6 separate regions of the Mus musculus genome follow, and all the other regions are linked to region 3. Evidence: chromatin contacts called from public HiChIP or PLAC-seq and promoter capture Hi-C data. All regions are on one chromosome and are shown on one strand. Each heading gives the region's core, a stretch centred on a gene start, on an enhancer-like site or on the middle of the called end of the contact. The rest is flanking DNA. Distances are from core to core; before and after follow the strand shown. Region 1 overlaps Gm39273 (a long non-coding RNA gene). Region 2 has its middle 39 kb from the start of Gm34413. Region 3 holds the start of Cyba (cytochrome b-245, alpha polypeptide). Region 4 has its middle 17 kb from the start of Gm34413. Region 5 has its middle 5.6 kb from the start of Gm39268. Region 6 has its middle 57 kb from the start of Mir7237.

Region 1 (4,096 bases), core at 1,199-3,698, 440 kb after region 3:
CTGTCTGGGGAGAGGGGGAAGGGGGGAGGGAGAAATGGGGGGAATGAAGGGAAGGTGGGCGAGGGAGGAGGGGGGAAGACATTTGATAGCAGGCTCAGTCTTCCCCCTCTTATCTCCGGATTCTCTCCTGCCACTGTCACCTTGAGTTTTGTCACCTTGAGTCTTTTCAGGCTTCCAGCTCAACACAGCCCAGTCCTTGGCCTTGAATGGAGAGTTTAATCTTTTTAGCTACTGCTGAGAGCAGATTTCTGCCATTACACTATTTTCTGTCCGGGATGGTTTGGTTTTCATTTCCTGAATTACCATCTTTTTTTATTACACTTTTTCTTGCAGTGAAACAAAAGCGTTTAGTTCCTTTTTTACGTCTTTTTATTTACAACCTGTCACTATTTTCTTTGAGGTTACCATGGAGGTTTTTCTTCCTTTGAGCTAGTGTCTGCCACATGCTGTGGGCCAGGCTGGCATCTGATACAGACTCCTCCTCCAGCCTCCTGAGTGCTGGCACTGCAGGTGTGAGCTGTCACCGGGGCTGGAGCTGAGCAGGAGTCAGAGGTGTTAACGTTCTACTCTGGATTTAAAGCAGTCACCAGGTAGCTCCTGCTGCAAAGCTTCAGTTATGGATATCGAAAGATTATATCTTTATTGATTGTGTGCTCATAAATATAAACCAATTAAGTACACTAGTCTCTTAAATTAGGTAGGAAGCAAAATTTGGAGTCACAAAATAAATTACACGGTGAATGCTTGTTTTTCTTTTGAAAGTATTAGTTTCCTAAATTATGAGAATAAAACACGATGAGGCCACAAGCCTTCTCTTGGGACTTGCAGGTTTTTGGCAGATGAGGAACTGCTAAGTAGTTGCCTCTCAGGTTCTGTTTAGTCTGGGAAATGGATTCTTGATGCCTTCCACTCTGCCATTTCCCAGAACCTCGTGCAGTCTCTCCCTGTCCCTAATGTATCCAGTTCCTTACAGATTGGACCTTGGTGTTGTTTCTAGATCACTGTCAAGCCCAGGGTCAGGACATCTATGTATTATTACCCTGTGTTATTTTATGTGTCTTTACAATGTTTTGTTTTGAACATACCTTTTTCGGTTTGTTTTATGGGCATGTTTTGCTTGCATGTGTGTGTATGAATCCCATGAGTGTTTGGTGCACATCAGCAGAGTGCATTGGATCCATTGGACCTGGAGCAGTGGATGTCTGTGAGCAGCATCCGGGTGCTAGGAGTTTAAGCGAGGTCCTCTGGAAGAGCAGCGAGTGCTCTTGATGAACCATCTTCTATGTTTCCAGCCTTTTGGGCATCAGGGGGATTCTGAAACGGTTTCACTGTGTAGCCCTGGCTGTCTTGGAACTCACTCTGTAGACCAGGCCGGCCTCAAACTCACAGATCCACCTGCCCCTGCCTCCCGAGGGATTAAAGGTGTGTGCCACCACCACCAGGCTATAAAAGTAATTTAAAAAAAAACTTTTAATTTAAAACTTTTTAGCTAGTCTGGTAGCAAACACCTTTTAATCCCAGCATGAGGGAGGCTACAGTAGAATCTCAGTGAATGGAAGCCTGGCCAACCTGGTCTACACAGGAAGTTCCCGGCCAGTTGTCTCCTCTTTGACCCTGGAGTTACTTCTGAGTGTAGTGCTTAAGCTGAAGTCCTTTGAGAGTTTTCATCTATCTACTTGTTATTTCTACTTTAATCCCATTGTAGTCTAAGAACAGACCAGGCATGATTCCCTTGACATTTGTTAAGGTAGGAATGTGTTCTTCCACACCCTCCATGTGGGCCTGAGGAGCTGTGTTTGCAGTTAAAGGGATCTGTAGAGTCAGCCCATCCAGGAGGTTGTGGGCGCTGCTTACATCGGGATGCCATTATTGGCTTTCAGCCTGCAGGACTGTTTCTGTGTGTTGTTCCTCCCTCCCTCCCTCCCCTACCTCCCTCCCTCCCTCCCTTCCCTCCCATCCCTCCCACCCCTGTTCTTCCTTTCCTGTGTAGCCGAGATTCACCTCAATTCCTGCTCTTTCTGCCTCTGAGACCCTGGGGTTACAGAGGAGCACCTCACCCCCCACTGCAACTGTTTCTGCTGGTGCTGATGTCTGATGTCTGCTTCTCCTAGTGCTCGCTCACTTTCTTGCTTTCTCTCAATCCACTCCCTTCCTTGTCTTGATGGGAGTCTTTTATTTATCTTGAGTCAGTGTCTTATACTGTAGCTGAGGCTAGCCCCAGAGTTGTAGCAATCCTACTGCCTCTGTTTCTAGATTTGAAAATACAGATGAGAGCCACCCACTGTTCTTGGCTTTGTTGTCAATGGGGTCTTCTTACATATTGCCCAGATTGGCCCTAAACATGAAGCGACCTTCCTGCCCCTGCCCCCTGTGTACTGGGATCACAGGCCACATCACAAAGCCTTGACCAGTTGAGTTTTACAGCGTTTATGTGCTCCGTGTCCTTTGTGCCACCCCATGTCTGGTTTTAATCAATTTGACTGCTAAGGAAAGACAGGAATGTATAAGCAGTGGAGCCTGACCTGAGCCCTGAGCCCCATACTCCAGAATAGTTCCCAGGGACCAGGCCTCTGGCCCCAAGAACTGCATGCAGTCCACACCAAGACTCATGCTCTCACAGTGGGACTCCCTTGCATGCCTGTGAGATGGGGACAAGGTGCGGCGTGGGGGTGGGGTGGGGGGCATGGAAGGTTGGAGAGCGAGGACACTAAGGCTGCACAGAAACTGTTTATCATCCTAACGTTTCCTTGAGCGTGGGTTGAGACGGGGTCTTGCTATGAAGCCCTAGCTGGCCTCAAACCCATAGCAACCCCCTGCTTTGATCTGAGTGCTGGGGCTTTGGCTGTGTACCCTGAGAATTGGTGGTTTTCCTTTCGCCTTTCTTTAGTGCAGACCGGCATTTTTGTTTTCTTTAAACCTTAAATTTCCTAATGCATTGTACATATGCAATATATACAATATAATGTATGCATGTCTGTATGGGTGTATATAATGTATATAATATAATGTATGCATGTCTGTATGGGTGTATGCCCAATGTAGGGTTTTCTGCGACCTCCAAAAGAGCCTGGCAAGTCCTTTGGAGCTGGAGCTTCAGGCAGATGCGAGCTCACATCCTTTTCTGGGAACTAAATTTTGGGTCCTTTGGAGGAGCACAAGTGGTCTTAGCTACTGAGCCATCTCTCTGGCCCCAGACCTGAATTTCTGAGTCTCCTCTCTCCCGGATCCCTAGGCCTCGTGCAAACTATCCACAGACTTAGACACCGCCTTAGCCTGACCCGTGTTTTTCTAAAGAATGTCTAATATTCCTTGTGGGGAGGCATTCAAGACAAATTCCTTCAGTTCAGCTTTTTTCCATTTCCTCCCTTCCTTCCTTTCTTTCTTTCTTTCTTTCTTTCTTTCTTTCTTTCTTTCTTTCTTTCTTTCTTTCTTTCTTTGATATTATCTATTATTATATCTGATTACACCGTTGCTGTCTTCAGATGCACCAGAAGAGGGCGTCAGATCTCATTACGGATGGTTGTGAGGCACCGTGTGGTTGTTGGGATTTGAACTCAGGACCTTCAGAAGAGCAGTCGGTGCTCTTAACCACTGAGCCATCTCTCCAGCCCCCCATTTCCCCTTTCTTAAATAGAGCAAACCTTACAGAAATCTGCTTGCCTCTGCCCTGGGTGCTGGGTTACAGGTGTGCACCACCCCAACTGGCTGCCCTTCACCTTGGAGAGTAAGGTTCCCGGGGCCAGGTCTCCGGAATAATGGTTTCTGTGCTCCTTTGCTTTGCTCCCTCCCTGTCTGCTGAGATGGATAGCATTCTTACCATTGTTTCTCCCTAAGAACAGCTTCTTTCAGGATTTCTGTACTTTAAAAATGGTATGCCCAGAGGCTGGGGAGAGGCTCAGTGGGCAAAGTGCCTGCCAGCAGTGTAAGAGTGAGAACCCGGCCAGGCGTGGTGGCGCATGCCTTTAGTCCTAGCGCTCAGGAAAAGAGGCAGGCAGATCTCTGGATTTGAGGTCTACACAGTGAGTTCCAGGACAGCCAGGGCTACATAATCCAAATCAAAGCAAACAAAAAGGGTGATGTCACGGTCGGAGGTAAA
Region 2 (3,989 bases), core at 865-3,364, 380 kb before region 3:
GTCACCCTGTGCGGTGTCCTGATCGATTCTGGGGTGCCACGGTGAACCCCCAGGTGTGTTGGTGAAGACTGTGATGCTTCTGATAGTTTCCACCATTCTGGGCCTGCACAGGAGCCTGCACCATGGGAAGATGAAGCAGAACAGAGCAGAGATGCCCTGGGCAGCTCAGCCACCTCGGAAACCTGTTTGGTCACAGGGTGGAGGGTGTGAAGAGATGCTGCATGTGGATAAGCTGTGAAAGGGAAAGGTTCAGTGACCTTCTGAGATGTCCTGTGACCCTGGGTGAGACCCATAGTCGGACCCCACGGTACACATGGGCAGGAGTCAGAGCCTTGCTCGGAGACTTGCCATCGTGAGCACAGACTGCCAGAGCCCGGGATGCTCAAATCCAGGATCCGCTCACATGCTAGGTTAGGATGTTCTGAGGGCCCCGGGGAGCAATCATCGTTATCTCTGAGCCAGAACTCGATGGAGGGGGGATAAAGCTGCCCAGAGCTTTGGACAATCCGGGAGCCCTTGTCTCTTTTTAGCGCCCTGCTATGGGAATCCTTTGAGCAGCTGCTTGGTACCCACCTGCTCCTCTGTACCCATACAAAGCCAGCGCCCAGTGTTAGGCGTTCCTTCACAGTCTAATCCTTCTGAAATACCAGCCCCTCACCTGGGGCCTCTCTGGGTGTCAGCCCGTCCTTCTTCTGCCCCAAGGTGGTGTCTTTAAGATGGTCAGCTTTGAGCTTCTTAGTAAGGGCAACAGGCCGCACACAGCACCTGGGACAGCCTGTCTGCTGGCTTTTGCTTTCTCTCCCATCCCTGAACTTGGACTTCCTCCACCATAAAGCAGAGCAGCACTTCAATGACATGCAGATGTGGGGCTGATTTCCCTCTCTGGGTAGAGTGGGCTGATCTGGGCTCAGATTGCTGCTCTACGGTTTCCCAGCAGTGCGACCCCTGTATGAAAGGCGGGTTTTAGAAGATGATGTCCTGACATATACATACCAAAGGCATACATGCCAGCAATCTTAATGCATTCATTTATGAGGGAGATGGGAAGATGCTGCCAGCATCTCACAGATCCACTGAGCCAAGCAGGCAAATTCATGGGGAGTGTCGGGGGAATTTACAGATCAGTTCTGAAGAGGCAGCAATGGAGCAGGAGACCAGAGGCCACTCCCTTATACCCAGCAGGCCTTCACGGCTTCTGAGGCAGAGGCTAGGCAGTGAGTGGGCAGGCTGGAAGTACAGCCTCTTCCCACCTCAGTTTGCTGAGCTTCCATGGAGCCTTGACAAAGAAGAGAGCAAGTATGGCTGCTTCGCATAAGCTGAGGGGTCACGGAGCTGGCCGGGAGTCTGTTTCTCCACCCTCCCTCCCTCCCCTCCTTCCTGTTCCTTTAAGGGCAGATCCCAGGCTCAGAGGCCTCGCCCACTGCCATCCCTGGGGCATCCTCAGGAGCCCCTCCAGCCTAGCTTGCATCCATCATCATTAGCTGTCCCGATGAGCTTGACCTTGCTCTTCTGGAAGCATTCAGCCATTCTCCAGGTCACCAATTCCCTTTCCGGCCGGTTGCGTAAAAGCAGCCAGACATTGAGGTTTTCATTGGAATCCCTTGCTGCAGGTGTGGCCGTAGGCAACACCTGCTATGGGACTTCGGGTCTGTGGCTTGGGTGCATGTTCCAGAAGTGGGAGGGGACTGGGGCTCTGGTGCAGGAAGCTGTTCCTGCTGGATGGGGGTGGCCTGTGACACAGCTGGGGACAACCTCGAGTTTGCAGCTCGCAGTGGGCTTCCCGGCCCCTCGCTACTTGAGTTCTGTCTAAGGGAAGCGAAGGTGGCTGACTGGCAGGGAGGCTAGCCTCAGCTACTCAGCCTGCTCCTCCCGGTAAAACGAGGGAATTGTGGGTAGGTAGATGGGAGGTCTGAGTTTTGTTCTGACCGTGGCCAGCCAAGTTTGCAGAGTGAGGCTTTGTCTAATCCAGAGATCAGGCTCTTCTGGGAAGAATAGGGTGGGGGAAGCCAAACTCCATCAAGCAGCTAGGGAACCTCCCCCAAGACAGGACAGAGAGCACACGTGCCAGAGACACAAGTCTGTGAAAAGAGAGAAACCTTTGCCCTGGCTCATTTCTCAGAGGGCTCAGAATAGACTCAGGGCCACCCTGAGGTTGGGTGGGGTCTTTAAAGGGAGCCAGAGGCCCACCACCAGGCAGGAGCTGGCTCCCCCTGGTGTGGGCAGAAGGCTGGGTTCTACCTACTCCATACAGGACAAGCCACTCTGTGCTTTGCCCTCATTTGCATTTCCTAGAGTGACATCATCAGGTGTGAGAGGGTAGCCTTAGTGCAGGGGCTGGGAACTTACTTAAGGGTGGCTGGAGGAAGTGGCCATGGCATATCACCTAGCCACCTACTGATGATGGGGGGTGGGGAGGGAGAGGGCTCCCTGGACCTCCAGTGGCTGGGCTAGAACCCAGCATGGCAGCAGAGGGTATGAGAGAAGCCACTGCTGGACAAGGCTAAAGACCAGAAAACCCGAGTCATTGTACCCCTGGGTAGGGCCTGTTGAGTAAACAGAGATCTGCTATACGCATCAGCTCCCCACTGGGTGAAAGATGTTTGTGGGTGTCCCACGCTGATCCTGAAGGGGTGGATCAGGCCACCATAACTGGAAGGCCAACATGCTATACTGGATCGTCTGGCTTCCGCTTGGGGGCAGTGGGATCAGTCCCTGGGAGCTGGTAGTGTTGGTTCCAGGGCTTGAGAGGATGGGTTGGAGTGAGTGGGGACTCTGAGGGCAGTGGAGTCCCTACTATATCATGAGCTGAAAGCTGACGTTGGTCACAAGCCCTGGTCAGGCTTCAACATGAGATGTCATCAATTATGTAGATAGAACACGAACTCTGAAGGGGGTTCATTTGGCCCAGGGCCCGTGAGAGTTTGGCCCTAATGCTGGGCTCTTGGCTCCCATGTCTAAGCCCAGCCCTGGGCCTCCGGGAGAGTTGAGTAGGTGAAATGCCATACATACTTGTGTGCATCCATAATTGATTCCAATGGCCTAAGGATGATAAATCACTCGCTGCTTTCTCCGTAACCTCCTCATCCTGTCTTCCTAATCCCGAGTTGTCAAAGCAGCTGCCAGACCACATTGCACTGCTGTGATGTGTCCAGGATGGCCTCTGAGAGCAGGTTTATTCTTTACAATAGGGGTCCCATGTCAGTCTGTCTCTCTGTTCTCATGGCCATGGACAGAGCTGCGTCAGTGTATCCAGGGTAAGGACAGGGAGCAGGGGTAGGAGGAGTGAGGACCTCTCAGAAGAAAGACAGGACAAGCGAATCTCACTGCTCAGCTATGCCAGGCACAGGCCTTCCAGCCCACTCGCTCCTGTTTCCCAGTGTGGCACAACCAGGAAGCCTTCTATTCATTTGCCTATGAATGATGACAGACGGCAGCTTAAAACCCATAGGGCATCTAGGATCCCCCTACCTGTCACCTGATTCTTGGTTCTCCAACACTGGACATCCCTCAGATTGATGGATCTGCCCATCATCCTGGGTTGGGCGATCAAACCCAAGTGTAGCCTTAATACATTCCTTGTCTCCTGCATTCCTTCAAACTGCTCAGTAGAGATAGAGGTTGGATTAGATTCTGGTTCTACCTTTTAAAACAGTCTGTTGTGATCAGAAGATGGCACAGGTAGGTGGCTCCGTGCAGCCCAGACGTGTCTCACCGGGATGGCTCTGGCTTCTGAACTTCCTGTCTGATCAGTTTGAATCCTAATGCCGTGCTATATTTCTACCTGGGCTGGTTCGACCTTCCTTAGATAACCAAGTGGTCCCTGGTTCTCAGGAGGGTAGCATATTGATGCTTAACCTAGCATGGACACCCACACGGAAGTCCTTGACTCCATCAGTCGTCTGCCTCAGCCTCCTGAGTAGCTGGGTCTACATGAGTGAGCCCCCACACTCAGCTGGGGCTCCTGTGTACTGCTTGCTGGCCTGGGCAGT
Region 3 (4,099 bases), core at 199-2,698:
CGCACTTACACACATGGCCAGACACACACACAATCTGAAAAAAATCAAATGTTAAAAAAACAAAAGGAAACAAAGTACATCCCTGTTGATTGGACCTAGACAGTTCAGAACCTTCCCAGGACAGTTGTGCTTTCCCGTAAAAAGAAAAGTTAGCGGAAGTCACACTCGGTGGAGAAAGTAAGTGGCCACAGCCTGTGACTCCTCAGCACAGGAGACTTGTGTCAGCCTGAACACCCTGAACAATTAGCTGAGGCAGTACATAGAGACCTTAGCACACACGAGGACAGGAGACACTGCATGGACAGCGCTCGCCAGGTCTTCCCACCCTTAGGTGTGTCTGGCACCCCCACTTCCTGGAGGTAACTTTTGAAACCGTCCATAGTGGTCACAGGACAAACCACTACTGGCAGGAGGCTGGGAAGGGTAAGAAGGGAGACTGCAGGTGGGGGAGGGGCGCCATTTTCAAAAGGTTGGGGTTGCAAGGCCTTCCACGGGAGCTTCCAGCGTGGGCTGGGGGAGATTTCTCTATCACCTCTTCGATGCGCTATTCCCGGGTGAGTGGAGGGGGGTCTGGGCCATCCTCCCTGCCCTGGCAGGTCTTTTCTGGCTCCCTTCGGCTTTGAGGCATGTCTGCAGTTTCTAGTCTCAGGCCTGCTGCTCATGGTCTGGTCTATTAGGTTCCTTTCCTGGTACAGTGAAGCCCAGGGGTCCCACTGCCCCTTGGCAAACCTCCCAGACAAGCTGAACTGTTCAAGCCACGGCCAGTGTCAACCTGACTAAAGACTAGTGTCCTGCATCTTAACTCGGCAGGCCATCAGGGCTAAGATCACTCTGAGGGGTGTCCAGACTCTTGTGAAATAGTTTCTGCGCACACTTCGCTTGTGGGATGGAGCCGATTGCTCCTCTAGGATGAGCTTAGCTCCTATCCCAGGCCCCTCGGGGAGAAGCCGGAGCCCGAGTGACCTCAAGGCCAGAGTCCCAACTCCTGGCCAAGTGGGCTGTGCGCAGAAGAGGGTCTTCCGGGGGTTTTCCTAACCAGGCGGGAAACCACCGAGTGAATGTCTCTTCCCCAGCTGTAAGCAACTTCCTCCTCTGAGGTCCCAGCGCGGACCCAACAGGGTGCAGGGCGGGGTCGCCTCTAGAACAGGCGGCCGAGCACGGCCTGCAGCGGCCACCGCCCGTCCTGTGCCCGGAGGCCCCGGTAGGTCTCTCCGAGGATCCGCGCTTTGAGGTCCGCAGAACCAGCCCGAGCCCTGCTTCCCCCGCGGTGCCCCACGGGTCCTGAGCAACCCCTCCACCCGCAGCCCACCTCACTCACTCAGGCCAGACGCCAGCGCCTGTTCGTTGGCCCACATGGCCCACTCGATCTGCCCCATGACGAGGACCCTGCGCACACGCAGCAGCCCGGTCCAACTCTGCAGCCCACTTCGCAAGTCCTCACTGATCGGCCCGCCCCCTGCTCAGGCCCCGCCCTGTCGGGCTGTGCCCCAGAGGCCTCCTCTGCACCTTCCCTTTGAGCCTTGGTGGGTGGGACAGTCTCCCCATCGACCTCTCTCTCCAGCTGGAAAGTACCAGGGCCACTTGTGACTGCTTGTGACTTGTGACCGTACCCCCCCAGGGCCAGAGGCGTAAGTCACTTCATCCACCTGCTCCTCTAGTTATCAGATAAAGGCTGCTCCCTAAAAGGAGATGAGGTTACTTCCGACCCACTGTGAGCTGGGGCAGGTGTGTGTCCTGGGTCACGTGACTACGGGGTGGGGGTAGGGGACCATAGTGTGCAAGGCTGGGAAAACCCAGAAAGCAGGGGACAGAACACCGGAACACCGTTGTTCTGTTGTCTCTTTCCTCTGGCCTAGACCAGCTCCAGCAGCTGTTGCATGTATGCTGGGGTATGACTTAGGGTGGTCACAAGGTGGCAGGAGACTCTCACGGGGCTGGCTTGTGGGCAGTGGGAAGTGTTCCTGGCAGGACCCACTTCAGCCCCCACCTCTCCACTACATAGGGAAACAAGACTGAACTCAATGGCGGGTAGGACCCAGCAGATCAGTAGACCAGAGACCCTAAAGCGCTGGTTTAGGAAGAAAGAAGAAAGCACAGCCCACACGGGCAGGCAGGAACAGCACACTTTATTCCTGTGGTCCTCAGGTCCACTGACTGCACCCTCATGAGGCACCCACACACACAATGGACCCTACCTGTGGGCTCGACAGCCCCTACCCTCACCAGGAGGCTTTATAAAGAAACTGTGGCCTGAGTCTCAGCAGAGAGGCACCGCTGTCTGAGCCATCACGCTTAGATGGTTACTGAGGCCCTCAGAGCATCTTGGGGGAGGGGGGAGGCACCGACTCCCCATCCCTGATGAGCAGCTGTCTGGAGTGCTGGAAGGTCCATCGAGTGGGTCAGCTAGCCCTTCAGAAACCAGCGGGGAACCGGAGGCACTTGAGAGGGGTTCCCGTGATCGCCTAGATGGCTGCCCATCACACTCGACATCCCCCAGTATAATCGATCATCAAGCAGCCCTTCAGGAGAGGCTGACCAGCAGGCCAGCTCCCGAGTTCCAGTGGGCAACCCCTTTCTCCAAATGGCACTGGACGTGGAAGAGGTCAAAGGTCCCGTTGTGGCAGTCCATCCTGGCCTAGCAGATGATCATGAGTGTCGTCTAGGACTTGAGGTCCTGGTCCGACCTGGGGGGAGAAAAATCAGTGTCCAGTCATGGGGTGCGGCAGTAGCCGCTGCTCCGGAGACTTTACAGGTCAGAGACTCTAAGGCAGGATTAGATTGGGGGGGGTGGTGAGACACGGGTGGGTCCCTTCGTGGTAAGTCCACACCAGCTTGCGCAGGATGAGCCTCTCAAGCTGCCTGGGGTTCCATTCCGGGCTAGATTGTGGGGATCTTAGTGACCCTCATCTCGTGTGAAAGGAGGGACCCAGAGCAAGCCTCTTTGAGCAGGATCAGGAGACGCGGGGATGCTGGCGTGCTTGTGGTGGGTTACATCCTGAGAGCAGATTCCCAGGGACCCCAACATCTACCTCTCCTGGCAAGTGACTGCTTTTTATCATCTTTCTGTCCAGAGTACATAACCCTCACATCCCGCCCCCGCTCTCCTCTACGAGTTGTCCCTAAATGACCACTGAGGGGAAATGAGTAAACCAGACAGTGTCCAATGACTCTGAGCCTAAGAACGCCATGTGGCTACTTCCGTGCCGTGGCTGATGTGGGCTTCTGCCTCCGCCCTGAGACACAGTGGGGGAGGCTTGGATCCTCCCTCCCTCCGGCAGGTAAGGGGGTGCCTGCCGTGTGTACTGGCCTCACCTGAGTGGCAATGATGTACTGGACCCCACCAGGGCTGGGCTCCACCGCCAGCGCGGCCTTCAGCTCATCAGAGAGAAGAACAGGTGCCACCTGCAGCCCCTTTAGGAACCTGGGGAAGAAGGCAGAAGCGTGTTCATGAAGTTGTGCACGGAAAGCCCAGAAGAGCAGCTCCTCAGATACGGTGGTCTGGGTGGGCTAGGGATGGCGCGGGTGAGGAGCGCAGGGGTCTACTAGGAGGGAGGGTTTTTTTTTTGTTTTTTTAGGGATCATGAGAAGATGGAGAAGTGGCCCACACATTCACATTCAGACCAGTCTCAGAAGATAGACCCATGCCAGGAAGAGACAAGAAACCACACACTCAGCTGGGCGTGGTGGCACACGCCTTTAATCCCAGCACTCAGGAGGCAGAGGCAGGTGGATTTCTGAGTTCGAGGCCAGCCTGGTCTACAGAGTGAGTTCCAGGACAGCCAGGTCTATACAGAGAAAACCCTGTCTCGAAAAACCAAAAAAAGAAAAAAAAAAAAGAAACCACATACTCACAGGTTCAGACTTGTTCGGTATGGAAGAAACTGGGGCTTTGCTTAAATCCCCCACTTCAAATTTATGAGGTACCGAACCTGCTCATCAGAGTGCCTCATGCATTGATTTCCTAGTAAAACTCACTTGTGGGCTAGAACGGTGGCTCAGAGATTGAGAACACTCTTGCAGGGATCCCGGGTCAGGTGCCCAGCACCTACATGGCAGCCCACAACCATGTGTGACTCCAGTTCCGGTGGCTATGATGCCC
Region 4 (3,895 bases), core at 836-3,335, 320 kb before region 3:
CGTGGCTTGTTTCAGACAAGGGAGTTCACCCTTGAGGTCTGTCCCAGGACTTGCCAGCTACTGGGGAGTGGTTTCTCTGAGCATGCCAAGCACAGTCATGATGGGAGAAACCGCCTTTGTTAGCCGTGCCATCTGCCTGGAGGGATTCTCACAGATATGGGGCCCGTGGCTTTGGGCACCAGGTGCTAGGGCAGCATCTGGAAGTGATTCATTCCCGTGGAGAGAGCAACAGCATGGCCACACCTCTGGTGCCCCAGGCCGCTGGCCCTCCTCACTCCCTTCTTACCCCAGTCAGGGCAGATCAATGCCTCTGTCCAGCAGTCTGTCAACATGGCAGTTGACATGCATAAATCGGCCCTTCCCCATGCCAGGACAGTGCCGGCCAAGAGGGAAAATGTTGATGCTCTGTCTTTAGGAGGCAGCGTTGGGGGAAGCAGGGCTGGGTTCCACAGTGCGAGCAAGAGCCAAGTGCACCGTGAGGGCTGAGTTCCGCGAGAGGTGAGGGACTCGCAGACATTTATAGAATAGTTCAGCTGGAGACAGTCCTCATTGCTCTCTTAGAGAGCACTTTCTCCATGACTTCAGCCTTAGAGGGGGTCATGAGGCAATGCGTGCTGGACATGTTCTGAGAACCCAGGGCTTTGGAAGCCTCAGAGGGGTGGCCTGACAGGCTGCTCTTTCTTCACGTGCTATCTTTAAGCGGAACACACTTGGGCGAGGATGTGATTGGGCTTCAAGGCGTGGCTGGTGGCTTGCAAATTGCCTGTTGTCAGGACTCCAGCTGGGCTGTGTTGTAATCACAGAGATCTCAGCAATAAATAATGAGTACATAGGATGTGCTGTCAGAAGAGCACGAGGCTTTGTAGTGTAGACAAATGACCCCCCCCCCACCCCCCCTTCCCAGTCTGGAAAAGTCGTGAAGATGAGGAGGCCAACAGAGGGCAGCAGGGCCTGGCTCTATGATCTGGAATGACTTATGAACTAGGGTGGTGAACGATCAGTAGCCATTTTCTCAGGCAGCAGAGAGGGATCGTAGGAAAATATTCGACTTATTAATGTGTACTCTGAGCTGTTGTGAATGAGTGGGGGCTTTCTGGGGAGGTCTGAGATGATCTGAGAGGCTTCAGGGGACTGGTGTTATAGGTTAGACCCTCTGCCATCCCTGGTCCAGGTAGGAAGTAACAGAGTTCTTGAGACGTATCTCTAGCGCCTAATCCTGCTTTGGTAGGCAAGACGGGGACCATCCTCACTGGATGGATGAATAATGGCTTGTGTAATTTTTAAAGAAATCATAGAAATGGGATGTGACTCTGAGACCTCAGTGTCCCAGAGACAGAAGAAGGGCTGGACATGTTAGGCTCAACCCCAACGACTCTTGCTACTTTCTTTATGCCCAGCTATTGAAACAGAAATCTTGCTTGCGTGTGATTGATGGTCTGTGTAAATTGTGGAGATTCCCCTCTAGGTTTGTGAAGGCGGGATGGAGCTTCGAGGAGGGCAGGAGGATGGCCCGATGGCCAGATAATCGTTCCCATGGTGATTAACTTGGGAAGCTGCAAGGGCTCCGCCAGAGGAGACTGTGCTCTGCCTCTCGTGAAATCATCGAAGTTCTGCTTCCACGTGAGACCGCAGCCCTGCGCTCTGACTCACCCCTTCATCCATCTGTGTCTGGGACCTCAGAAGCCAGACCCACCCTTTCCTTTGGCAGCTGGGGAAACTGAGGTCCAGAGAAGGGTGTGGATGTCCCAGAGCAATGTTGACAATGTCATGTCACTTAGAGGATAGTACCTGGACCCCAGTCTCACTTCATCTGGGCAGCACCTGCCCCTTGGAGCTACCAGCTCGGGGGCAGACTGGGGTGGTCTGCAGGTTGTGGCTATGCACTAGCTATGTCAGAGGCCAAGCTGGCTCCCAATGAGAGGGTCCCGGTATTCTTAGGAGGTGGAGGGACCTGCTCTGGTGCCGCTTTCCTGGTTCTGATCAAGTGTGGTGGAGGAGGGGAGCCTGTGGCTTTGGCAAGGAGGGAGGGAAGCTGGCGGGAGGGGAAGGAACCGAAGCTGACACAGGAGATCACCAGATGATCAGGAGACAGGAAGTGGGTTTGAGGGCCACCCTCTCCCATTCTTTCTCTTCTTCTGACTGAGTTCGGTTTATAGCCCCTGACCCCATGATGTCACCTCATGGCTGTGGCTGGAAAGCTTGTGGTGGCAGGGGGCGGGGGGTGGGGGGGGCGAGCATGAGCTATGACTGCGGCCCACTTCTGCTGGATCCAAAACACAGGCCAGGAGCTCCCAGAGCCTCTCTGCAGCCTTGGCTTCTGCTGTTCTCAGGGACAGTGGCGAGCACAGCCTGTGCCTTTCGGAGCTGGGGGTGGGGTGGGGTGGGAGGGGGTACTCTGAAAACCCTGTTGCTTCTTATTTGGATCGGGTCCCACCTGGGTTCCCTGAAGCCAGGACATCCTGTTCCGTGGTTCTAATGTGTCTGTTGGTTTTGCTACCAGCCCTTTTCAGGGAATCTCATGGCTGGATCCTGTGTATTGATGATTCACTGGGTTCAGGCTTGGCCACAAAAGTGGCCACATGGTGGTCACGGCTCCGTGGTCTGTGCTGAGGCTGACCTTGGAGGGAGCTGCCACGTTAGTCTCCCCGTCAGGGCAGAGTGTCTGGAAGCAGGTATCAATGTGGGAAAATGTGCAGTTTGTTACCAGGTCTTGTCTCCCTGTGGAGAGGTGGGTAGCCATTCACCAGATGGCGGGTGCTCTTCCAAACAGTTACCCAGACTCCTGAACCCAACACGAGTGCCCCTGGTCACACTATGAATGTATTCTCAGGCACACAGCAGGTGCCACATCAGTGAGTAGCCCATAGGGTTCAGGCTCAAAGGGAAGAGATGCCCTCCCCAAGGCACACAGTGAGAGAGATTCAGGTTTAGAGGAGGCCTCAGCAGCCATGCCACTCATCTACCACAGGATGACAAGCCACCTGTCCCTTGCTGTACTAGTCCGTGGATATGCCACAGGTCGAGTATACCCACCGGGCGAGTTTAACCTGTCACCCCTACTAGTGCTAGGTATCCACAGATGCGTAGCCAATCACCCTGAGCTGCTGGGCTCCTCATCCATAGATGTGTATGCAGCCACTCCTTATCTTAGTTGTCCACGGATGTCAGTCATCTACTTACAGTTGTACTAACGATCCCTGCGATGTAACCGCCCACCTATTACCCACTGTACTAGTTATCCCAGCTAGGTAACTGTATGCCCCTTACCCTCTGTAGATGATTTACTAATAACCCCTAAGGTTAGAACTTCAGTCTCAATTCTGTCCGTGAATCTCTGTGACCTTGAGAAAAATCCCCAAGTCAGCTTCTGTCCAGGACGATGGTTGTGCTGGCTTCTTAAGACACCGAGAAATACAAGGGCTGATGAGATGGGGAGTGGCTTCCACACATGAGGCCGGAACTCAAGGCCCAGCCAGTGGCTCGAATTCAGAGCCTTGGAGGTCAAGGTGGTTTGGCTCGGCAGGTGACATGGCTGCTGCCCACCCTTTGCAGTCCCTGCAGTCTGAGTGGCCACATTCTGTCTTGGATTGTCCTGGTGAATCTTTGGGTATACCGGCCATTGCTAACCACTGACCGCATCTGACCCTCCCCTCCCTCTAATACATTTCCTGGGGACCCCCTCCCCCTCCTTCTCTCTGCATAGTAGAGGGTTTCTGAGGAGACTATAAATGCTTTCTGGGGCAGTTTGTCCAGTCCCGAGGGCAGACACTGCTGGTCATTCAGATAGTGGGTTTGGAAGAACACCCTCATCAGCCTTTGGTGGCACCAGAAACTCTATGGCCCCTAGGTCTGGGATCTGAAGATAGGTAGGTGTAGGCTCCCTGAGGACCCTAGG
Region 5 (4,470 bases), core at 884-3,383, 280 kb before region 3:
TGTCAGAGCAACAGGGAGGACCCGACAACCTGTGGCCTCGCCGGGGCTTTCCCTCTTCACTGCTAATGGGTTCTTTTGTTTTCTTGTTGAGTTTCAAGTCATGCTTTTGGCGAGGCGTAATGTTCGTTGGCAATTCAAGATCATGTCTGTGTCCTCTGCTGTTGGCTTCCAGGTATATACCTTAGCATTTTATAGTAAGTTCATGGCCCATCTCAGGTTGATCGTGTCACACTGTGGGGTGGCCCCCTGAGCTCTGTCCCTTCAACACTGCACCATTATAATCATGCAGACCTGTGGCTTCTGAAGCCACATTGAGATTCCATCCTTTCGAGCTGGGGCATTCCGGTGCTTAGGAGCCATATTGCTCAGAGCCTCTGTTTTTCCTTAATACTCGGCTGCTTTTATTATTGATTCTCAGTGATTTTGAAATATTCAAGAAAATCTGTTGGGTTCCCGTAAATTTGAAGCCACTGGTGTAGTCTCATGTGTTCCAAGTACCCTGTCCTCCTTGGGTGGGCATGAACAGAGACCTCAGGAGCCTCGAAAGCTGTCTGTGACCCATGTTTGTGAGACTTGGTGTCAAACCCTGCTTACCCAGCAGATGCAGGACAAAGGCAACGGAGAAGCTCTCACACCACCAGGACCCCAGAGTTTGCAGTTCCTCTGGCTATAAGCTTACAAATGTCCATTCATCAGCTTTGAGATGGGGTCTCAGGTAGCCCAGGCTGGCCTTAAACTCTGTATACCAGAGGATGGCCGTGAACTTGACTTCTGCTTCTCCTGCCTTCGAGTACCGGTTACCTGGTTTGTGGGTCCTGGGGTTTGGGACCCCAGGCTTTGTGCATGCTAGACAAGTACTCGCCCAAAGAAGCCGGCCACATCCTGAGTCCTAATGTGTTACTTTAAGGAGCTGGAGTCACCCAGCACTGGGGACAGCCACTGTAACTTGTGTGTTTGCTGTAGAAAACAGGTGGCTGCAGTTAGGCTTCCCCCGCCCCTCTTCTCAGGTGGGAAATCCAAACTGGCTGGCCTCAGGGACTCAGGGACTCAGGGGCTGGAGGAAGCAGGGTTGCCTTGCTCATGGCTCCAACAGAGTGTCTGGTCTGTTTCCACCAGGCTGTGCCTCTGAGGATACCTGCCAGTGATGGCAAGGTGACTAATTGTTTAAGAACGTAAGCATAAGGGTGCTTTGAATGAAGATGGCCCCCCATACTCCCAAAGAGTAGCATTATTAGGAGGCGTGGCCTTGTTGGAGTAGGTGTGGCTTTGCTGGAGGAAGTGTGTGTCTGGTGGTGGCTCAAGCCAGGCCCAGTGTCTCACACCCCTTTCCCACTGCCTGTCGGTCTGAATGTAGAAGTCTCTGTTACCTCTTCAGCACCGTGTCTGCCTGGACATCACCATGCTTTCTGCCATGCTGACAATGCACTGAACCTCTTAACTGTAAGCCAGCCCCAATTAAATGTGTTCCTTTATAAGACTTGCCACAGTCATGGCGTCTCCAGAAACTCCTAGGACAACGAGCACCGGTCGCACGCACAGACATGTGGACTGGAGGAAGCCAAGGCTCGGTGCTCAGTGTAGGCATGGAGGGTGAGGCTTGACAAGGGCTCTTTCCCTTCCTTAGAGGGAAACAGGCTATAGCCAGATGTCAGGTCCAGTGGAGATGCGGAGGGGGAACAACTAGGGCTTTGTTCCTCACCCACTTTTGGCCTAGCACCCCAATCTGCAGCCTCTCCACCCCAGCACCCCTTCTTCATCACTGAGAGCAAAGATGGAGAGAGGGGTGTTGCTGTATCAACAGCTCTCGGTGAGCACAGCATCTTCCTACGAGTTCTGTTGCCTGGGGGCTGAGCCTGTGAGTGTCAGGGCTGGGTGGAGCCTGCCTTTCAGGAAGTGTCCTGCTTCATTCACATGGTGAGCTCCTTAGCCTTTCTAGGTGGCCCCTGTGACCACAGCATAGAAACCAGACGCTCACCCCGACACTTTCCTCAGGCCTTGTCCAGATTCCAAGCAGCTGAAATAATTGTGTGGGCCTGGGGGTGGGGGATTCCTCGGCCATTTTCCACAGCGCCTTGCTCTGCACTCGGGTTTGACCTTCCGGCCTCTGCTGTCTCCAGGGAGAGAAGCCTGGCCCTGAGAAGTATCTATGAAGTATCCAGCAGCCCTCTTTGAGGGCAGCTGCCAGGACTGCCTTCTGGGTTTCCAGCGGAGCCTTTGCTTGTTGATCGCTCGCTCACTCATGCATCCATCTATTTATTCTTATTTTCAGTGCAGGGATGTGAGGGCCACAGTGGGCTGGATCCCTTCCTCCAGATTGGCTGCTGAGTCAGGGTGAAATGTCAGCTTACTTGCTCTCTGAGTCCACAGGTTTTTATATATTGAGTGAGAGAGAGAGAGAGAGAGAGAGAGAGAGAGAGACAGGCAGACAGACAGACAGACAGACAGACAGAACACAGAAGCTGTTTGCAGGGTTGTTGGGGGTTCGTTGAGCTACTACTGGTGTCTTGGCCAGGCTGCCTTCCCAGGAAGCATGCCCATGATGTCCAGGGAACATGCCCATGATGTCCAGGGAACACGCCCATGATGTCCAGGGAGCATGCCCATGATGTCCAGGGAGCATGCCCATGATGTCCAGGGAACATGCCCACGATGTCCAGGGAGCATGCCCGTGATGTCCAGGGAACACGCCCACGATGCCCAGGGAGCATGCCCATGATGTCCAGGGATCACGCTCATGCCATTCTTCAAGCTCTCACGACTGCTGTCCTAACAGAGAAGAGAGGAGCATGGGAAGATGTAGCTACAGCGCATCCTCCCCAGGGAGGCCGTGGGGTGACTCACAGGAAGGACACTCAGCCTGACCAGCACCAGTGCAAAGCCCAGGGAACACCATATCTTTGAACATGGAGGCTGAAAGGGTCTGTAGAATGGCTGTCTGCTCAGTAAGGACATGCGCCAACTGTGCTAACCTGAGATAGATCCGGAAGACAGGGATCAGGCACACTGCCGTGGGAATGCATAGTAGCCAGCCATGACAGAAGACAGCTCAGATGCCGCTCAAGGAAACAGATACTATTATAGACCAGCAAGTCCATTGCTGGATGAAACCCAAGTGCTGAAGGCTTTAGTGCTCATAATAGCTAAAACCACAAAAGCCCAGGTCTCTCTCCAGATGAACAAAATGTGATCCTCTCATAGCATGAAACATTAACCTTTAAAGGGAAAGATGCTTCAACTCCGTGGAACAACAGAAGAGATTTGAGGATTGTGCTAAGAGAAGTAGTAACCAGTCATAACACCCTAGGGTCTGGGGAGATGACACCTAATGTCAATCTCTGGTTTACACGTGCACAGGGCACGGGGAGGAGAATGAACACAACACTGTGAATCTGCTTCAGTGCACACACACACATGCTCACACATATGCATACATGCACACATGAACATGCACACATACTTGCACACACGAACACACATATGCATGCACAGACACATACACATGTATGCATGCATACACACACATGCACACATGAACACACACATTCACACACTCATGTATACATGCATACATACACACATTCACACATGTACACACACATGAACACACACATGCACAGACACACACATGCACACATGCATACACACACAGACACAGAAGAGCTGAGGCTGGGGAGTGCCAGGGGCATTTAGTGTAGCCGAGCCTCCATTGGGGAGATGGGAAGAGTTCTGTGTGGACCATGGTGAAGACTGCGTGCACCACTAACTTGCTTTAAAAGTAGGAAACCTTATGAATATTTTCCCACACTTAAAATTTTAAAAAGGATGACTCTCATAAAAATAAATAAAAACGTGTTAAATGAAGGAAGCTGCACATTAAACACACGAGCAGCTCACTCTGCTGTTGGAGCCAGACTCATGGCTGGGCAAGGCTCGTCTTGCCTTGTATCTCCTATACTTAGGGGAAGGTAAGGTTGGCACAGGATCTCACTATGTAGCTCTGGCTGGCCTTGAACTCATGGAGATCACCCTGCTTCTGCCTCCTGAGTACTGGGAAGAAAAGCATGTACCGCTACGCTCAGTTTAAAATAAAAATCAAACAGCTCAGCTCTGTTTAGATCTGCTCTTCCCAGGGGCAGCTTCCTCTCGGAGGCTTAGTATGTGACTCACCACATGAACTTCAGGCCTCACTCATCACAGTGTGGCTCCTGAGAATCTCTTCATGGGCCCCATGTGGTCCGCAGACTGATGCCGGAAGTTGCTCCAGGGGCAGCACAGCCAAGCTATGCTACAAGTGTGAGCACACACACTATCGCGCCAGAAGACTAGGATTGGGTGTGTGTGTGGGGAGGGTGGGGGGGACACATTCTCTTTAAAGTGTTCCTGAGATGCAGTCTCCAGAGAGTCCACATCTGTGGGCTGAAGAGATGGAACACAGATGTTCCCATGGGCCACGGCGACCTGGAAACTATT
Region 6 (4,112 bases), core at 1,208-3,707, 400 kb before region 3:
ACAATCTCCTTCCTGAGCTAGATGTGGGTTTCACACTTGTCCCTTGTGTGTGGTGGTGTCGTGGATAATCAGGAAGGCCTGTGGCTGCTCATTTAGATCACATTTAAGATCTAAGCAAATCCTCAGGTTGGGTTGCAAATGATAAAACAGGGGAAGGTTAGCCCCACAGGGAATACTTTTAGGCCTTTGGAGGAATGGCTCAGTCACTAAAGTGTATTCTGTCCAAGGGCATGAGTTTAGTCCCCAGCCACCATATTAAATGCCAGGCATGGCAGCATATGTCTGTAAGCCCTGAGCTGGGGAAATAGAGGCAGAAGGCTCCTCAAAGCCTGCTGGCTGCCGTCTAGCCGAATCAGTGAGTTCCAGGGTTAGTAAGAAACAGTGTCTCAGAAGAGAGGTGGAGAATGAGTTAGGAAGATGCCCAGGGTCGACCTCTGTTGTTCCATACACATACATACTACACATACATGTGTACACACAGGTACATATAATGCATACATGTGAACACACATATATGTACATTCTACACATATATGTAAATTCACACACAAAACAGCATCTGTAGGCAGGTAGACCAAACTTAAGTACTGAGAGAGGGGGCTCAGAGAACATGGCTGGTAAGCTTCTAGGTGGGGGTGACACAGGGAGAAGGCAGACTGTCTACAGCCCCAGGGTATGTGATAACCCTGCTGTGCTTTCTCTGAGCCTTTGTCTGACCCCACAGTCAGATCTGGACATTCAATCCTGGAGCCCTTGGGCCCCAGCCGTAGATATATTCCACCTTTAATCACATGTGAAGCTTCAGGTAGCCTTCTAGTTGCTAGCTCTGCCTGCCTAGAAAGAAACGACTTGCTCTGGAGACCCAGGGACCCACTGTGCTCCCAGAATCTGGAACTCCCTTGAAGGTCAGCACAATGACTGACAAGTAGCACCCACCTCTGAAAGTCCCTAGGGGTGGAGGGTTAGAGAGGTCAGACAGAGGAAAGCTCCAGAGTTAGAGACATAAAGAGACAAAGGCAGACAGTGGGGGGTTAGAGACCCTGTCTTAAAAATCAGGGGGACCTGAGTGGCAGTGATGCACACCTTTAATCCCAGCACTCAGTAGACAGGGGCAGGTGGATCTCTGTGAGTTCTGGCCAGCCTAGTCTACAGAGATTGTTCTAGGACAGTAGGACAGCAGAGCTACGCAGAAATCTTGTCTCACAAAACAAGAACAAAACCAAACAAAAAGCCTCAGAATCAGCCATAAAGACAGGCAGAGCTGGAGAGACGGAGGCAGAGATGACGATGAAGCATCTCGAAGCTCTCCCTTAGGCCATCATTCGTGAGGCTGGGCTCGACAGTGTTGGATACTTTTGGCCAGTGAGGCTCTATACCTGGCTGGGCCTCTGGACCTCAGAGTCCTGCCATTAGTCTCTGCAGATGTCATCTCTTCTGGCCCTGTGTGGCCTGCATGGCGTGGTTCCTCCTGTACTTACAGCTAGGCATTTTCTAAGAGGCCAACATTGGTTGACTCTGACACTTGATTTGATAGCTAGCTGGCTCGGTACAAGAGCTTCCCCCCTCTCTCCTGCTCCCTCGCAATGGGAATATCTTATACGTGCAGCCTTCACTTCAGCTGTAAAAGAAAATTACCTCAAACGTACCTCGGCATTTGGGCCCTCACCTTGGCTCCAGCAGCAGCCATACACAGGAAGGACCTGCCGGGGGACCAGACGAGCCTGTGTTCCGTGCTTCACTACATCCTTGAGTAGAGGAAGTGGCATTGATGAAGGGCAGTCCCTTGTCAGCCACCTCAGATGCCACCTGCTGGGACACAGCAGCACAGGACAGCACAGGACCTGTGCATGCCTGGGGTTTATGGTGGGTCCTGTGGTGTCTGTCTTTACTGCTGGGAACTGGGCCTCAGCCGCATGTTTTCAGGTCCATCCATTTAACGTCCAGAGTGCCGACCCCTCTCCCAGGCCCTGCCTGCCTCGCTAGGGCCCTTTCCACGTCTGAGGTGGCCTTAAGTCTGGCTGCTTTGCTATAAGGCAAATGGGCAAAGTCCAAGTCCCACCTGATTCCAGGAGGCCGGCCGGTTGCTGTCCCGACCCTGTCACAGCTGGCTCAGAGCTAGGAACTGTGCTGTCTTTAGGGCCACACCTCTGTGTTCATTGTTAACATCTGGGTGAGGAGAGAGAGGAAGACAGGCCAGAAGAGTGTGCCAATCCCTATCCCACCACCTCCAACTCTGCTCTGCCACCCACCCTGCAGAGGTGCCTTCAGCTGCCATCACCAGGAAGCTCTGCAAGCGGTGCTACCAGGTCCTAGAGGGGTTAATCCTCAGGCAGACGCAGTTCCTGCTAGTCAGCTGAAGCGGTTTTGCAGATGGTCTGTGTGCCCAGTTGGCCCTGTGGCTCAGGAGAAAAACCACTTAATAATATTTCTTTCTGACTCTCAACCCCCCCCCCCCATTGCAACACCAGTGAACAGATAGATGCCAGGAAACTCTGAGGCTGCTGTTAGGTCCCGGCGGGTGCTCAGAGCTGAGCCGCCTCGTTTGTGTGGGCCTTCCACCTCCTGGCCTCTTCCACACTCATTTTTGGGAAGACTTTGTTCCTCTTAGAGCCTGCAGCTCAAATCCCACTTGGGGAAACAACAGGGCCTTCCTCCTTGATGTGTGGAGGTGGCAAGATGGTCAGGCACTTTATGTCCGAGCCGAGGAGTGGGCCGTCTGCCACTGAGGCCACAAACCTGGCATGGAGGGTCCAGCTTCTGCTGATCAGTTTGGTTTTGGCAGTTTTTCATGCTCTCCCACCCCTCAAACCATAGCCGCATATAAAAACTTTGGAGAGGGTTCAGAGGGATTTTACAGCTTCTGAGGAAGACTGGCACAGGCTGGACCAGTAGTTAGTGAGCGGCAAGGAAATGTCACCTTGCAAAGTCAGGTAGGCTGATGCTTTCCAAAGCAGTAGGAAGGAAGCTGGGTCCACGAATGTTCCAGCCACAGGGGCTGGGACCGTTGTCTGTCCTCAAAGCCCCTTAATGTGGCAGACTTTTGTGTCTGCTTCCTCCCACCCAGCATCGCTGAGTTCAGGGCTGGGGGCCAGCTGTTGCCACAGCATTAGGAGCCACTTGAAACTCCCTGTAGGTCTCCCTATAGGCCACCTGTTCAGGCCAGCTTCCTCCTCTGTCCCCCATCACCCCTGCCTTCCCATTCCTGCCATAGCTGTGGCTGCAGTATGTGTGGAATTCGCCAGGGCAGTGAGCTGGGGACATGTGTGGTTGGGTTGGTGTGTGTGTGTCTGGGTTTGCTGTCTCTTCCAGCGTTAAGGATGGAAGCAGCTTTCAGCAGGTTCCAGCTGTCAGTGACGGACATGCTTGCCGGAGCCCTGGGGACGCCCACCAGAACACTGGCAGTGGTAGTGTTCATCCTTACTCTGGCTGAGGGTGCCAGTCATACTTTGGACACTCATGTTGGAGAATCCCCACATCCCTGAAGCCCACAGAGGCTACGGGCTAGGTCTAGAATAGTCCCGGAATTCTCAGGTTAGGAGTTTCGGAGCGTTCAGCCCTGCTTGGCTTTTACACAGAGGTTGGTCAAGCAGATGTTGAGTCATAGTCCTTGAGCTTGATGGTGACAGTATACCTACTATTTGATGACCATGGGGCCCTTCTGGCCACCAAGCCTCAGATTAGTGACATGGAACTTGCCTTAGAGCTGGGTGGGCTTTATGACCTGAGCCATTACTGTATCCAAGTTGGTGGGGCACTAGTCTATCCTTGATCAGAATGTCTCAGGAAATGGGCCCAGATTCCCAGAGCTTCTACCAAGAACCTACCTACGCAACGGGGCTGGTCTGCTCAGATCCCATGAGGCCCCTCTCTCAGTGTCCATCCTCCCTGTCTGGGGCAGCCAAGCTGTAGGCTGCTTCTCTGGCCACCCTGTGAAGACCTCCGGGTATGAACAAACAGGCCCACTTGCTCCCACTCGCGCTGAGTGGGCACAGCATCTCTTTGGTCCAAGGGGTCAAAGAAGCTGCTCATGCCTGCTAAGTTCTGTGTGGGGGTGGGGGCAGCTTGGGGAGTGGCAGCTTGGGGGAGTGGCAGCTTGGGAGGCCAGAAGTTCC

The links. Promoter capture Hi-C pulls out the DNA fragments that hold promoters and counts their contacts. HiChIP or PLAC-seq counts read pairs in DNA pulled down with a chosen protein or histone mark.
Region 1: a contact with region 3 is called in an H3K27ac HiChIP or PLAC-seq map of double positive thymocytes, with 5 times the contacts expected there. The contact joins the enhancer-like site here to the promoter of Cyba in region 3. A contact is called at or near these places in 5 of 39 promoter capture datasets (cranial neural crest, embryonic stem cells, fetal liver and 2 more), 11 of 115 datasets of contacts at active chromatin or transcription factors (bone marrow-derived dendritic cells, bone marrow-derived macrophages, craniofacial prominence and 6 more) and 1 of 9 other capture datasets (liver).
Region 2: an H3K27ac HiChIP or PLAC-seq map of embryonic stem cells shows a contact between it and region 3, with 2.0 times the contacts expected there. The contact joins the enhancer-like site here to the promoter of Cyba in region 3. A contact is called at or near these places in 5 of 39 promoter capture datasets (cranial neural crest, frontonasal cranial neural crest, hippocampal neurons and 2 more), 1 of 15 datasets of contacts at CTCF or cohesin (the NIH/3T3 cell line) and 1 of 115 datasets of contacts at active chromatin or transcription factors (embryonic stem cells).
Region 4: an H3K4me3 HiChIP or PLAC-seq map of bone marrow-derived macrophages shows a contact between it and region 3, with 3 times the contacts expected there. The contact joins the enhancer-like site here to the promoter of Cyba in region 3. A contact is called at or near these places in 2 of 39 promoter capture datasets (both in embryonic stem cells), 1 of 484 Hi-C or Micro-C datasets (embryonic stem cells) and 3 of 115 datasets of contacts at active chromatin or transcription factors (bone marrow-derived macrophages, embryonic stem cells and microglia).
Region 5: a contact with region 3 is called in an H3K4me3 HiChIP or PLAC-seq map of bone marrow-derived macrophages, with 5 times the contacts expected there. The contact joins the enhancer-like site here to the promoter of Cyba in region 3. A contact is called at or near these places in 2 of 39 promoter capture datasets (the HPC-7 cell line and trophoblast stem cells) and 2 of 115 datasets of contacts at active chromatin or transcription factors (bone marrow-derived macrophages and embryonic stem cells).
Region 6: a promoter capture Hi-C map of the HPC-7 cell line shows a contact between it and region 3, with 3 times the contacts expected there. The contact joins the enhancer-like site here to the promoter of Cyba in region 3. A contact is called at or near these places in 12 of 39 promoter capture datasets (the 3T3-L1 cell line, the HPC-7 cell line, cranial neural crest and 8 more) and 2 of 115 datasets of contacts at active chromatin or transcription factors (bone marrow-derived macrophages and embryonic stem cells).

What each region holds. Positions count from the first base shown.
Region 1 is chr8:122,872,908-122,877,003 of GRCm38.p6, forward strand. All of the region lies in intron 1 of Gm39273 (a long non-coding RNA gene), which reads left to right. Among named protein-coding and RNA genes, the nearest start is that of Gm39273, 4.5 kb to the left of the region's middle. Within about 2 kb of position 2,449, at least 7 of the 459 cell types and tissues checked have an H3K27ac peak or open chromatin away from gene starts, as enhancers often do.
Region 2 is chr8:122,054,072-122,058,060 of GRCm38.p6, forward strand. It overlaps a transcript of Zfp469 not described here. Among named protein-coding and RNA genes, the nearest start is that of Gm34413, 39 kb to the right of the region's middle. Within about 2 kb of position 2,115, at least 43 of the 459 cell types and tissues checked have an H3K27ac peak or open chromatin away from gene starts, as enhancers often do. A contact at or near this core is called in embryonic stem cells, where this site is marked.
Region 3 is chr8:122,431,492-122,435,590 of GRCm38.p6, forward strand. Cyba (cytochrome b-245, alpha polypeptide) reads right to left here and starts at 1,449. Exons shown (of 6, transcript NM_007806.3): 1 at 1,319-1,449. The coding sequence starts at 1,376. Mvd (mevalonate (diphospho) decarboxylase) reads right to left here. Exons shown (of 10, transcript NM_138656.2): 9 at 3,313-3,421; 10 at 2,105-2,684. The coding sequence ends at 2,604.
Region 4 is chr8:122,110,351-122,114,245 of GRCm38.p6, forward strand. It overlaps a transcript of Zfp469 not described here. Among named protein-coding and RNA genes, the nearest start is that of Gm34413, 17 kb to the left of the region's middle. Within about 2 kb of position 2,086, at least 113 of the 459 cell types and tissues checked have an H3K27ac peak or open chromatin away from gene starts, as enhancers often do. A contact at or near this core is called in bone marrow-derived macrophages and microglia, where this site is marked.
Region 5 is chr8:122,153,413-122,157,882 of GRCm38.p6, forward strand. It overlaps a transcript of Zfp469 not described here. Among named protein-coding and RNA genes, the nearest start is that of Gm39268, 5.6 kb to the left of the region's middle. Within about 2 kb of position 2,134, at least 42 of the 459 cell types and tissues checked have an H3K27ac peak or open chromatin away from gene starts, as enhancers often do. A contact at or near this core is called in bone marrow-derived macrophages and trophoblast stem cells, where this site is marked.
Region 6 is chr8:122,033,309-122,037,420 of GRCm38.p6, forward strand. No RefSeq gene overlaps it. Among named protein-coding and RNA genes, the nearest start is that of Mir7237, 57 kb to the left of the region's middle. Within about 2 kb of position 2,458, at least 17 of the 459 cell types and tissues checked have an H3K27ac peak or open chromatin away from gene starts, as enhancers often do. A contact at or near this core is called in the HPC-7 cell line, where this site is marked.